Regions from separate parts of the Mus musculus genome. Here region 2 is linked to region 1. A link is a contact called in public HiChIP or PLAC-seq data. All regions are on one chromosome and are shown on one strand. Each heading gives the region's core, a stretch centred on a gene start, on an enhancer-like site or on the middle of the called end of the contact. The rest is flanking DNA. Distances are from core to core; before and after follow the strand shown.

What was found. HiChIP or PLAC-seq counts read pairs in DNA pulled down with a chosen protein or histone mark.
Region 2: an H3K4me3 HiChIP or PLAC-seq map of bone marrow-derived macrophages shows a contact between it and region 1, with 3 times the contacts expected there. The contact joins the enhancer-like site here to the promoter of Rpp38 in region 1. A contact is called at or near these places in 1 of 39 promoter capture datasets (hippocampal neurons) and 3 of 115 datasets of contacts at active chromatin or transcription factors (CD8 T cells, bone marrow-derived macrophages and memory CD8 T cells).

Annotation. Positions count from the first base shown.
Region 1 is chr2:3,331,322-3,337,582 of GRCm38.p6, reverse strand. It overlaps Rpp38 (ribonuclease P/MRP 38 subunit), which reads left to right and starts at 4,955. Exons shown (of 2, transcript NM_001013376.2): 1 at 4,955-5,056. It overlaps Acbd7 (acyl-Coenzyme A binding domain containing 7), which reads right to left and starts at 1,415. Exons shown (of 4, transcript NM_030063.2): 1 at 1,362-1,415. The coding sequence starts at 1,373.
Region 2 is chr2:3,643,463-3,649,608 of GRCm38.p6, reverse strand. It overlaps LOC108168726, which reads right to left. Exons shown (of 5, transcript XM_017319361.1): 2 at 1,324-1,381. Among named protein-coding and RNA genes, the nearest start is that of Fam107b, 67 kb to the left of the region's middle. Within about 2 kb of position 4,523, at least 18 of the 459 cell types and tissues checked have an H3K27ac peak or open chromatin away from gene starts, as enhancers often do. A contact at or near this core is called in bone marrow-derived macrophages, where this site is marked.

The DNA of each region.
Region 1 (6,261 bases), core at 3,706-6,205:
ATGTAGCACACTGCTTTGAGTCTGCCACCTAGCTAAGGATGGCCTAGGACTCCTGATTCTCCTGTCTCCGAGTCCTGAGTGCTGGGATGACAGGTGTGTACTGTCACTCCTGACTTGAACTAACACTCCCACATCTAGAATATAATGCATGTTTTGTTATATTACTACATTGGTAAGAATTTCAAATTGAAATAATACACATATGTTTTAAGAACTTTTCATTTGTAACAATTTATTCTTTAAGCATAAACAAAGTGACTTAAACTTTCAGTGACTGCAATTCCAGTTTTCTTTGATCATACTGATGCTGATATCTAGCAAGTATATATTTTTTAAAACTAGAATCTTATTTTATCGAAATGAAAGAACATTTTCATTACAGCAATAATAGATTTAATACATTCAACACTGATAGTAATAGAAACCCACACCCTGTATCAATTTTAATTATTGAACTAAGGCTAGCCTTCAATGCTGCCCTATTGTCAGGGTGGCATTCATATGCCTTAGCTCATTGTCCCTTCGTGATATTCTTTAACTTTTAAATCCTAAAGATTCCCTTCTCCAATGCTGCTTTAAATGCTGCCCATGGAGGTAGCTCATTTAACTGCCTCTCTCCTCTTTTATTTGCTCTATGTTTATTACGGCATATATGCGGGTGCACATGTACCATGGCATGCATTTGGAGGTCAGGGAACAATTGCAAGGGACACTTCTCTCTCTCTACCATGTGCATTCTGAAGGTTCTGATCTCCAGGCTTGCCAGCAGATAGAACTCGTGCGCGCGCACACCTTTCATTATACACACATAGAAAGAGGGCATTTATATATAAAAGCAACCTATATGTGTTTATCTGAGAAAAGGGCTTCCTGGTTTTTAATTCCTATTTATTCTCTTTTCACTCTTATCAATAAAACAGTAAAGTCAGAGCTTTATAATCTAGCCCTGTTATTCAACAAAACACATCTATGAAAATCTCCCGAGGTCCCCAAGAGCAAGGGGATGTGGAGACCCCAATGGATGTCACTTGCTTCCTGGAGTTGTTAAGAGAGAGAGGTGAAGAAGCCCCCGCCCCCAGGAGCTTGTCAATTCTTCAGATCTGGGTAATTTTCCCAGAGGGCCAAACAGGTTGCTATAGAGATCCTGGGTCCTTGTCAACAGATGGTGAAGTACAATATATTGTGAAATATACTGCCCCACACTGCTTAGGCAGGTGTGGGAGTCACTGCAGGGTCGCAGCAGCAGAAGGCTCCTGGGGGTTACCTGCCCCTGTCCTGTCCCAGGGCTACCACACCTCCTCTCGCCCCATCAGAGCGCTTCGGATAATTGCTTTGGCATGGCCTTCCCAGATCTGGCTTACCTGCAAGGACATAATGATGAGACACGGAATGCTGTGACTCTCCCAGCTCAGAGTGAGAGTCCCCGGGGAGCGGGCTCCGCTGCTTAAAGAGCAGTGCTCCTCCTCCGGTCTCTCCTATTGGTTGCTCTCTGGGCATGGAGGACTAATTGGCCACAGGAGCGGGAGGGAGTGTCTGGGAGGTAACTCAGCCCAGTGTCTCGGAGCTCATTTAATCTCCTCTCTCTTCTTTTACTAAGGCGAACTTGCAGGTGCACGCATGCCTCCGCTGCCTCTCCTCAGTTGAGACTGTGGCTGTTTCCTTCCCTTTTCCTTGCCTCTCCATTCTACCTCTGGGTGTAGCGGTGTTAACTATAGCACTGTATGTGCTGAAGTTCTTCAGAGTTGTTCCTTAACCCAGAGAGAATACACATAACACCTGTCACCTGACCTCAGGGATGGCCGATAGCGTCTCTCGGGAATTCGAGACATGGTGTTGGTTTTGTGCTTACATGACTATACACAAATGTTCTGAACCTTACCAGGCGCCTTTTCTCCTTACTGATCTGATCTATGGAAGGGTGGCACTGCTACCCACTGTTGCCTGGGGTGGCCCGAGTGCTCAAGACACCTCCCATTCATATTGCTGCCCTGGACACAGATGTGGCTATAGACACTCCAATGGCACAGACTCGAAGCCTGTGCTTTGACTTGGTATCTCGTTACTAAAGTCCATTCCCAGTTAAGTGACTTTTAAATGTTGGACTGATTGTAGACATGCAGGAAAGGCCATAATGAAGTGGATATTTTGGACAATTACTATACACTAATTAAAAAACTAAAAATAATCGTTATTAACAGTATGTTTGTAGACTCCACAAAACCACAATAGCATACAATGCTGGGCAAAGCTCAGAATTCCATGCAAGCAAGAAGAATCTAGTGTTCAATTCTTGAACATTTTGTTGACAGACTGTATTGTCAGCTCTAATGCTACGATTTCTGACTCAGACTCTTAAGCTAATGTTATATTGTTGTATCCTTTAAATCCAGCAGTTCAAGAATTAAGACAAAAAGAATACTTTCATAAACCTTCTAAGTTATTAAAATATTTTGAGATATTTATAAAATTAACTATGATCATAAATGGTACATTTATAAACTGTTTATTCACAAACATAACTTATTTACAATGTAAAATAAAAGCTATCATTGAAAAGTAAATTGACCATTTAGTGTATATATAGACTACCAAATGCATAGTAATTTAGGGAACTATGGGAAGCATATATTTGTTAAAAAAAAAAACCTGAACATAAACTGATTAAACATAATCATAAACATAAATTGATGTAAATAAAAATAAAATAAATAAATAAATAATAAAATAAAAATAATAAAATAAAAATAATAAAATAAAAATTAAAAACTGAATTGATGTAAAATAAGAGCTATAATTGAAAAGTAAATTGACCATTTGGTTTGGTGTGTGTGTGTATATATATATATATATATATATATATATATACATACATATACACATATACTACTTAGGAAACTACAGGAAGCATATGTTTGCAGAAAAAAATATGAACATAAACTAAAGTTGTGCTACACAAATGGAAAGAAATTACCTTTGAGATATATTCTTTTGGGTAAAATCCTTGTGGAAAGATTGCTAAATTCTCAAATAGAAAACAAGGCCCAAAATAGTAGCGGCTATATATAATTTGTATTAACTTAATTCTGCCACAGCTGTCACTGGGTCATAGTGGTTCCATTTGTCAGACATGTACCATGTGGCAGGCACTGTGGTAAGCATCTTACACAGAATATTCTTCTAATCCTCAGAATAGGCACTATTTTTATCATTTCATAGTTGGCTAATTAACTTGCCTGAGGTGTAGGGACACTAGTTAGTGGGAAGGCTAGGGTGTCAACATAGCAGCCTGGCGGCAGAGGCTTGTAATGTAAGAGCTGGAACTTTGGTGGGACAACACTCATAGCCATTACCTTTTTACTTCTTTATCTTGCCCCTCTTTCTGCCTTTTTTTATTTTTATTTATTTATTTATTTATTTATTTATTTATTTTTCTGTTATGGTGTGTGCAAGTTCTGGCCCCGAAGGCCCAGTCTGCAGCCTCCTGTCTCAGTCTTCCACGAGCCAGGATTTTATGTGAACCTTTAGTATTTCAATTCTACCATCGCGATTTGTCTTTAGCGCTACATGACTGCGGGTAATAGTAAAGGACGTCTTATATGGCACAGTCAAAACTCGACCGAACTTAATCTAGTTCATCTACTTGTGATAGAAACCACAGCACGCTTTTCCTGTAAAAACTTCAACAATCTTTGACCACAAGCAACAGTGTTTGTTCTGTTTAAATGTTCAATAGGTGGTGAATAATGGAAACGTAGAAGCTAGATCCTATATGTTAGTCTAAAATGAGCAATGAAAACACCGAGAAAAAAGAGGAAGATAAAGAGAAGGACCTGAATCCTCCCAAATTCATAAGAACAGAAAGTAATTCCTGTCAAGTAATTTTTATTTATTTATTTATTTATTTATTTATTTATTTATTTAATGTATGTGAGTACATTGTTGCTGTCTTCAGACACACCAGAAGAGGGCATTGGATCCCATTACAGATGGTTGTGAGCTGGGACTTGAACTCAGGACCTCTGAAAGAGCAGTCAGTGCTCTTACCCGCTGAGCCATCTCTCCTGCCTTTTTTTTTTGTTTGTTTTGTTTTGTTTTTTGTTTTTTTGAGACAGGGTTTCTCTGTATAGTCCTGGATGTCCTGGAACTCACTTTGTAGACCAGGCTGGCCTCGAACTCAGAAATCCGCCTGCCTCCCGAGTACTGGGATTAAAGGCGTGCGTAATTTTTAATCTTTAGTACATTATTCCACTGCTTACCAGTTGTAACTTTCCAGTGATTTTGTTTCATAACCTTTCTTATTTTTTGTCTCCGTTTGTCAGAAGGCACAACAGCTATTGCCGGAGTACTCTGGAGTACTGCTGTGGAACTAAATGCAGCCCCTATTTTCCTTTCAGTGTGCCCAAGATTCTACACATAATCTCTAAGTACATGCAACCCTATAACCCCTATTTATTTGATTTTCGTGGCAGAACACGAGCTCCGCCTACCTGCCTCTGCATTACGTCACTCCCAGTCAGGGGCGTCAGGCGTGGTGTGTGGACTAAACCTGGCACAGCACTGCGCAGGCGTGTATTCTGTCTCGCGAGAGTCTGTGGTTGCTGTAGTAACCAGCCTCTCCCAGGGACGCGTGCAGGGGAATGGGTGGCTATAAGGGCTGGAGTTTTGTATCCCCAGAACAAAAAGAGACAGCAAGGCAGAAGCAACTGGGCTAAAAATGGAGAGCCAAAAGGAGAGACGAACCTCTCACAGAACCGAGCTGTTCCGCATCGTCATTTTGGACGACCAGTCAGAAGGGAGAGGCTGGTTACTACAGCAACCACAGACTCTCGCGAGACAGAATACACGCCTGCGCAGTGCTGTGCCAGGTTTAGTCCACACACCACGCCTGACGTCCCTGACTGGGAGTGACGTAATGCAGAGGCAGGTAGGCGGAGCTCGTGTTCTGCGCACGCTCAGTGCAGGCGCACGTGGAGCGGGCGCAGTGGTTCCTGGTAGTGACCGAGTTGCTGTAGTGAAGCGATCCGTCACGTGGTCTCCGCGGGGCGCTTCTGCTCAGGTGGGCGCGTGCGTGCCTGTGGCTCGAGTCCCGGCCCGTGGGCACCCGGGTCACCGCGGGGTGGGGGTCATCCAGAGCCCGCTCTCCCTGAGGTTCTTTCCGGCTGGTCTCAGCCGATCCCTGCCTTCGGGGGTTTCCTTCCGTCGTGTTGTGTGATGCGGGTACCCCTTCGTCCTCCCGAGACCGCGGGAGCTTCTCTGCTGCTGACAGCCTTTCTAGGGTCTCTTCCCAAATCAAGGTCTCTGTGACGCGATTCTAATCGCGCCGCCCTTCTTGAAAGGCTCTAGAGTCACCATCTTGTCCTTACCCAGTATCTTCAACTCCAGCATCTCTGTTCGGGCGATACTGAACTTTAATGTTCTTCTGTAATCCCTCACTGCCCGCTTCCTTCTTGGGCTATCTAAAGAATTCCTTCAAAGGAGGAATATTTTAGATTGCGGTTGGTTAATGGTCGTTTTCTCCAGAGACTTCAACTAAGGCCTGTTCCTCAAGATAACCTCACTACTCTGGCTTTAGAGTGAGCCGTTTTTATTACTCGCAGAAGCTTTTTGCTTTGCCCAATGCCTAATGGCCTGCAACAGCAAGGATAATTCATAATAATTTGATAGAAAAAAATGTATGTAAGTGCTCTACCAGGCACAGTGTACGTTGAATAAGGACATGAGAAACCAGAGGCCTCATTAAATAGCCAGAATCTGTAATATGGGTGATGAGTGAAAGGAGAAATGCTTGAGAAATGGGAGTAAACATTTTGAGTTTGTAATTGGTCCTGTAGGCAGTAGCAGCTTGCAGACATAGTTGGCAAGGTACTTGATCAAGCTCTGTGAACCTGTTAATATTCAGCATTTTAAAAATTAGTATTGCATGGCGGTCATCTTATGTAGGCTTGGTTCTTTTTTTCATCTCCCCTTCCAGGTTTTTGTGAATCAGAGACATACATCCCAATCTTGCAATCCCTTGGTTGCAGAGCATCTGTGAGTGTCCCCCATGCTAGGCAGGGACAGTAGCTGACTTGCAGTTTGGCAAGCGTTGTGGTGGGACCATTTGTCCCTTGCTTCCTGGTCATTTTACTCAAAGCTAGCTACCAGCTGCTGGTCACCTCGATAGATTTGGACGACCTGTTCTTGAATCTCTTAGCTTGTGAGGAGCATGCAGCTCATGGGGATTGATGGAAGCAGTTATTATGGAAGCAGCTATAGCCAGTG
Region 2 (6,146 bases), core at 3,274-5,773, 310 kb before region 1:
CAATGACATGAACACATACATAAACAAATACATATAGTAGAAGATGCCATGGCTGGCTAATAGCTAACCTTTTCCTCCATCATGCCAAAGACGACTACTTTTCTTTTTCTGATTTTGCTTCATCTTTCCTTTATCATGTTGATTTTTGTAACCTTTACTGCCTGATTTCTACTAACTGATAAGCGTCTTCTAGCAACCTTCATATCTGGAGCCATCTTTCAATACTGAGTCATACAAAACACAGTGGTTGTTAGGAAACAAAGGCGGGGAGTCTTGAGAGTTAGCTTTTACTCTGTTTAAGTCTTCCCCACTAACGTTTATTTTTCCAACCATTGCTTCTCGTGATCATCACTGGCTACAGTCTGAAGTTATAAACTTTCTCATCATTTGTTTGTTTCCACATAAGCCCTGCCCATTATGAAATAAATAACTTCAGCAAAACTACAGGCTTAACTCCACACTAACATTTAGAAGAAAAACAGCCAAGGGATCCAAATAACATCTCCCAAGATAATTATAAGGATTTCAGTAAACAACTACTCTCCTTTTCTTTTTATTGAAAATAGGACCCCCCCCCAACACATGATTTATCCTGATTACATTTCTCTTCCCTCTACTCCGCCCAGTTCCTTCTCACACCCCTCTCATCCAGATCCACTCCCTTTCTATCTCTCACTAGAAAAACAAAGCAAGCTTCTAAGGGGTAACAATAAAATATAGCAAGATAAAACAAAAACTATCACATCGAAGTTGGACAAGACAAATAAAGAAAATAAAAGATCCCAAGAATCACTTGTTCCCACCCTTGGGGATCCCGTAGGAAACATTAGGTTGGATGCCGTCTTATATCCACAGAGGACCTGGTGCAGCCCTGTTCAGCCCCTATGCATGCTGCATCAGTCTCTGAGTTCATATGAGCATCAGTAATGTTGCTTTAGAGGGCCTTGTTTTCCCAGTGTCCTCCTTTCCCTCTGGATCTCACAGACTCCTTATCTTTATTCCTGACTCTGAAATCCTTCTTCACCACCATCTATACTATCACCATCATCACCACAGTCTCCCTTCTAAGTACCGCCTCATCCATAAATGTTACTAGTGCAAGAAAGAGGACAAGGATGGGGACAAGCTATTTTTGTAGTACGATGTGTTTTGTTGGCCAGGTGTTCTGCCTGGACCTCATCTCTAGTAACACTTCTAGCCTTGTTTCCAACCATCTGTAACAGGGAGATTTGCCTTTGTCACCCACAAATCTTTTGGCAGAGCCAAGCCCAGCTGTAAGTAACAGCAGCCAGCCGAAGACAAGCCACGATGACCGTACTGTACCTGATAGCATCTTCTGTTCCAACTCAGGACACTGGGGCTCTTGATGGGGTTCTTCTTCCTAAATTCCAGCCCCAGAAACAAAGCAGAGAGAATGTGAAGATACGAGTTAATTTACAGTGGCAAGTTTTTGTAAATCTGAATTCACATGAGATTAAAAGCAGAAACATTTAAACCAAGTCCTAAGTAATGGAGATTGGGCCCAGCATGGTGGCATACACCTTTAATCTCAGCAACTGAGCAGGCAGGATCTCTGTGAGTTCAAGGCCAACCTGGTCTACACAGTGAGCTCTTGGACAGCCAGGACTCTCAGGGAGATGCTATCTCAAAAAACCAAGGAGGGGAGAAGGTAAGAGCTGAGGTATGGAATTTATGTGTTCCTGTGTGTCCTGTATCTCTATGTACATGTGTTTGTGTTTATGTGTGTGGGTGCTGATGTGCATGTACTTGTGCAGGTGGGAGTGCATGGAGGCCAGAGGTCAACCTTGGATACTGTTCTTCCGGAGATAAACCTTGATTTTTTTTTGAGGAAGCTTCTCTCACTGACCTGGAGCTTGCCAGCTGGGCTAGGCTACTGGCCAACAAGCTCCAGGGATCTGCATGTCTCCACCTCCCCAGAACATGACAAGTTCACGTCTCCACATGGCTGTTTTGTGTAGTCTCTGTGGCTCATACTTAGTTCATGCTTGTAGCAAGCAAGCGCTGTATCAACTGAGCCATCTCCCCAGCTCCAGGGCTTGGGGTTTTAGATGGACAGATGTTGAGTAGGAACTCTGAGGGTGCTAGGCACCATGTCTCTGGGTGCCATTCATACCAGAGAGTCTTTGAGTGGCATGGTACAAGTCATGAGTCCCTCTGACTTAAGGTACCAACTACCTAGATGAAAGACTCATAAGTTTCTCCAGTATAGTAATTCTGGCAGTATAGTGGAACAAAGAAACTAGGCTCTATCTTTCCCAATGCTTAGTGCTGATCTTACATACTTTGGCCAAGTTCTAATCATTACTTTTTTGTCTGGGGAATGGGTATACACAATCTCCTCTGAATACTGGTTATCATAATAATGTCCTTTATTGATGATACTCTATTTTGATGAATGTGTATTAATGTTGCTCAGTGTGTTCTATTCAAGCCCAGCCTCCCTTTATCTACACTTCCTGGAGCTCTAATAGTCAATGTTCTACATGAAGCTGGCATTTTAGCTTCCAGCTATGAGAAGGAATATGTGGCATAATATATTCACTTTCTATCTCGCTGCAGACGGCAGGACATTATATCCATGGATGAATGGGACTTCTTTGTTTATGAATATCATATTTTCTTTACCATTCATCCACTGACAGGCCCTCAGGCTATTTCCATAGCTACTGAGAATAGTGTCACATGAACACAGCTATGCAGGTATGTTTTTAATATACTAATTTTTTTTGTCTTTGGGCTATGTAACCAGCAGTTGAATATAATAAATCATGATAGTTTGGTGCAGGTATGTTTTTAATATGCTAATTTCATCTCTTTAGGCTATGTCAGCAACGGTTGAATAACGATTCATGATAGTTCTGTTTTGGGTTTCTCTCTTTGAGGTGCATACATATTCTTCTCTGTGACAGTTGAACTAGCTTACACTCCCACCACACGTGTGTGAGTTTCTTTTCTGCCACATTTTAAAAATATTAACAGACACACTGAGATGAGATGGTGTCTCACTGCAGAGGCATCACAACACCTGATGCTTAAAGCATTACATGCATGTGTGGTGTGGTATGCGTGTGTTTGAGTGTAGAGGATGCCCATGGGTGTGAGTGCATGAGGAGGCCAGAGGTTAACATCAGATGTCTTCCTGCATCACAGAGGTTAACATCAGAAGTCTTCCTGTATCAGTCTCTACTTCTGAAGCAGAGTTCCTCACTGAATCTGGAAATCATCACTTCAGCAAGACTAGACAACAACATTGCAGACATCCTCCTGCCTCTGCCTTCCCAGTGCTGAACTAAGAGGCATGCACTGGTGGACTCAGCTCTTTTTATATGGCTGCTGGGAATCTGAACTCTGGTCCTCATGCTTTCCCCACTGAGCCATCTTCCCAGCCCTAAGGATTGATTTTTTTTGTTAATGAAAACAGTCCCAGTCCAGGGCCCACACCATTTCCAAAGGGTCGCTAGACTCCCCCATTGTTCAACTTTAAGACCCATAGAAGAGCATTGGATGGGTAACTTCAGGATACAAGATCCCTGCCCAGTTATCTCAAATTTATGTGTTGTAAGAAATTGGAGTGAAACCTCTTGCCGTTATCTTTCTATAAAGGGTATGAACTAACAATATAGGAAGTGGCATATGAATTATGCAATATAATCCCACCAACGCACAGCAACTCAACACAGCATATGAGTTCTTGTTTCCAAATGCCCAACAGAATTGTACATAATAAAAACAAGATGAGTTATAATATAACCACAGATCTTGCGAGATGCTAATATTATCCAAAGTCATTTCATAGATGAGACAATTCTTTCTCACTTAGTACCCATGAGACTGCTTGCTGTTTCTTGTTTTGTCTTGTTTTTTTTTTTTTTTCAAGACAGGTTTCTCTGTGTAGTTCTGGCTGTCCTGGAACTCTCTCTGTGTAGATCAGGCTGGCCCTTAACTCAGAGATCCACCTGCCTCTGTCTCCCAAGTGTGGGGATTAAAGGCATGTGCTACCCCTGCCTAGCTAGACTGCTTGCTTTTTATCGCTCTGACTTTCAGGAACATGAACAAACACAGCCCTTTCATTTCCCTCTGAACACACTCATTACACCATAATAAATGCCCCTAGCCCAGCTTCTCATTAAAGAAAATTGCTAAGCCCACAAGAATCCAGAGCAGGAGGGATGGCTGCAACCCTCTTGTCTGGGGAGTGCTCAGCACAAGCTAAACAAGCACCTGTCTTCAGTAGCATAGACGATGTTCTATTTAGAGAAAGAAGGCTGTATATTCATGCATCTCTTCTCTTGAGTGTGCCAGTGGCTGGCTTTCCCAGCAATGCTACCATGAAATGACAACAGCTCAATGGGAAGAATGTTGCAGATTTTGCTGCCTGGTATTCAGTGTGTGTCCCAATTCCCTCCTTAAGGGATCCTGTCCAGCTCTGAAGAAGCTGTGGATCCTGTGCCTCCCCTATGACTCAAGCCAAGGTTCAACAATCTATTGAACTCAGATGTCATTGATAGAGTAGCCATGTGATCCAATCAGAGCTAATGAAAAGTAACCAGGCCAGGGGAGGTAGCTCCAAGAGTAAAGTGTTTACTGTACAAAGGTGAGGGCCTGAGTTTGAATCCTGAGAGCCCATGTAAAAGCAAAGTGAGGTTTTGTGTGTGTGTGTGTGTGTGTGTGTGTGTGTGTGTGTGTGTGTGTGTGTAAAACCCCAGTAGATACAAACGAATCCCTGGTGCTAGCCAGCTAGACCAGTGAACAGGAGATCCTGTCTTAAACAATGTGGAAGAAAATTAAGCTTGTCCTTCAGCCTCCACACATATACTGTGGCATATATGACTACACACATTGACACCCAATAAATGCACATAAATCACACACAAATAAACAAAAAACAAACAAACACTATGTTTTTTAAAGTTAAAAGAGCCAAATTTTCTCTGTACTTCTGGAAATGTCTTAGACTTACCCACTGGCCCTGAAAGTGAAGGCCACTGTCCAGGTTGGAGCTGTTATTTATAGTTGCCATCCCATCATATGTATATATGAATATATGAATATTCATGTATATGTATGTATATATACATATATACATATGTATATTCTTTGAGAATTTCATGTGTATACAATGTACTTTGATTGTATCTACTTCCTACCCATCTTACAATTTCTCCCTCCTAGACCCCCTACCACAATATTCGTCTTCCCAATTTCATGTTCTTTTTATAATCAACTGGGTCCAATTAGTTGTGCCCATGGGGCATAGGCATTGAGCCATCTCTGAAGCATGAACACTTTACCAGTGGCCACAGCCTTGAAGAAAACTGACCCTCCCTCCCCCAAGATGCCATCAACAGCCAATTTCACCTCAGCTAGGGGCGGGGCTTTGTGAGTTCCTCCCCCATCCATGCTGGGATTTTGAGTAGCAAATACCCACAGTGTATATGTTTTCCTGCATGAAGTGCCCTGTCATGTCCAAAAGATGCTGTTTCTCAGATGTCCTCTTTCTGCTCCTTCTTCATAACGTCCCTTCTGTGTTCTCTCTTCATAATGTCCCATTGTACCGTCACATGTAGCTGAGACTGAGCCAAGAAATGGAAGGACACCTGCTGACATCAACTGACCTCCCAGTTCAACCATTCCTGAAGCAGGTTCAGGTCAGGGTTACGGGTTGAACATAAAATGCTCTCCATGGTCTGGTGTTTTGAATACTTGTCTCCTCACCCTGGGTAAAAAGGATAGGAGAAAGGACCGTCTGAAACTGTGAACCAGAATGAAGTTTTCAATTAAGTTGTTTCTGTCTGGCATTTGATCATAGTGATCTTGCTTCCTTCCCTTCCTCAAGTATTCATCCCAAGAACAGTCTGAGAAAGAGGACATCTGAGAAACAGCACCCGAATTGTCACCTGCTCCTCTCTACCCACGTGTAATGTGTTAGATTGTTGCTGTGAGGGACACCTAAGAGAGGTCACCTATGGGAGGAATGAGCCATTTGGGTTCACAGTTTTACAGGCTTTAGTCAACCGTCACTGGCTCCATGATTTCTAGGTCTGTGGAAGGGAGGACACCAGGGTAGGAGAGTATGAGGGGAGTCTAGTGTTATGCCATATCCACTGTGCTACCCCATGTCTCTC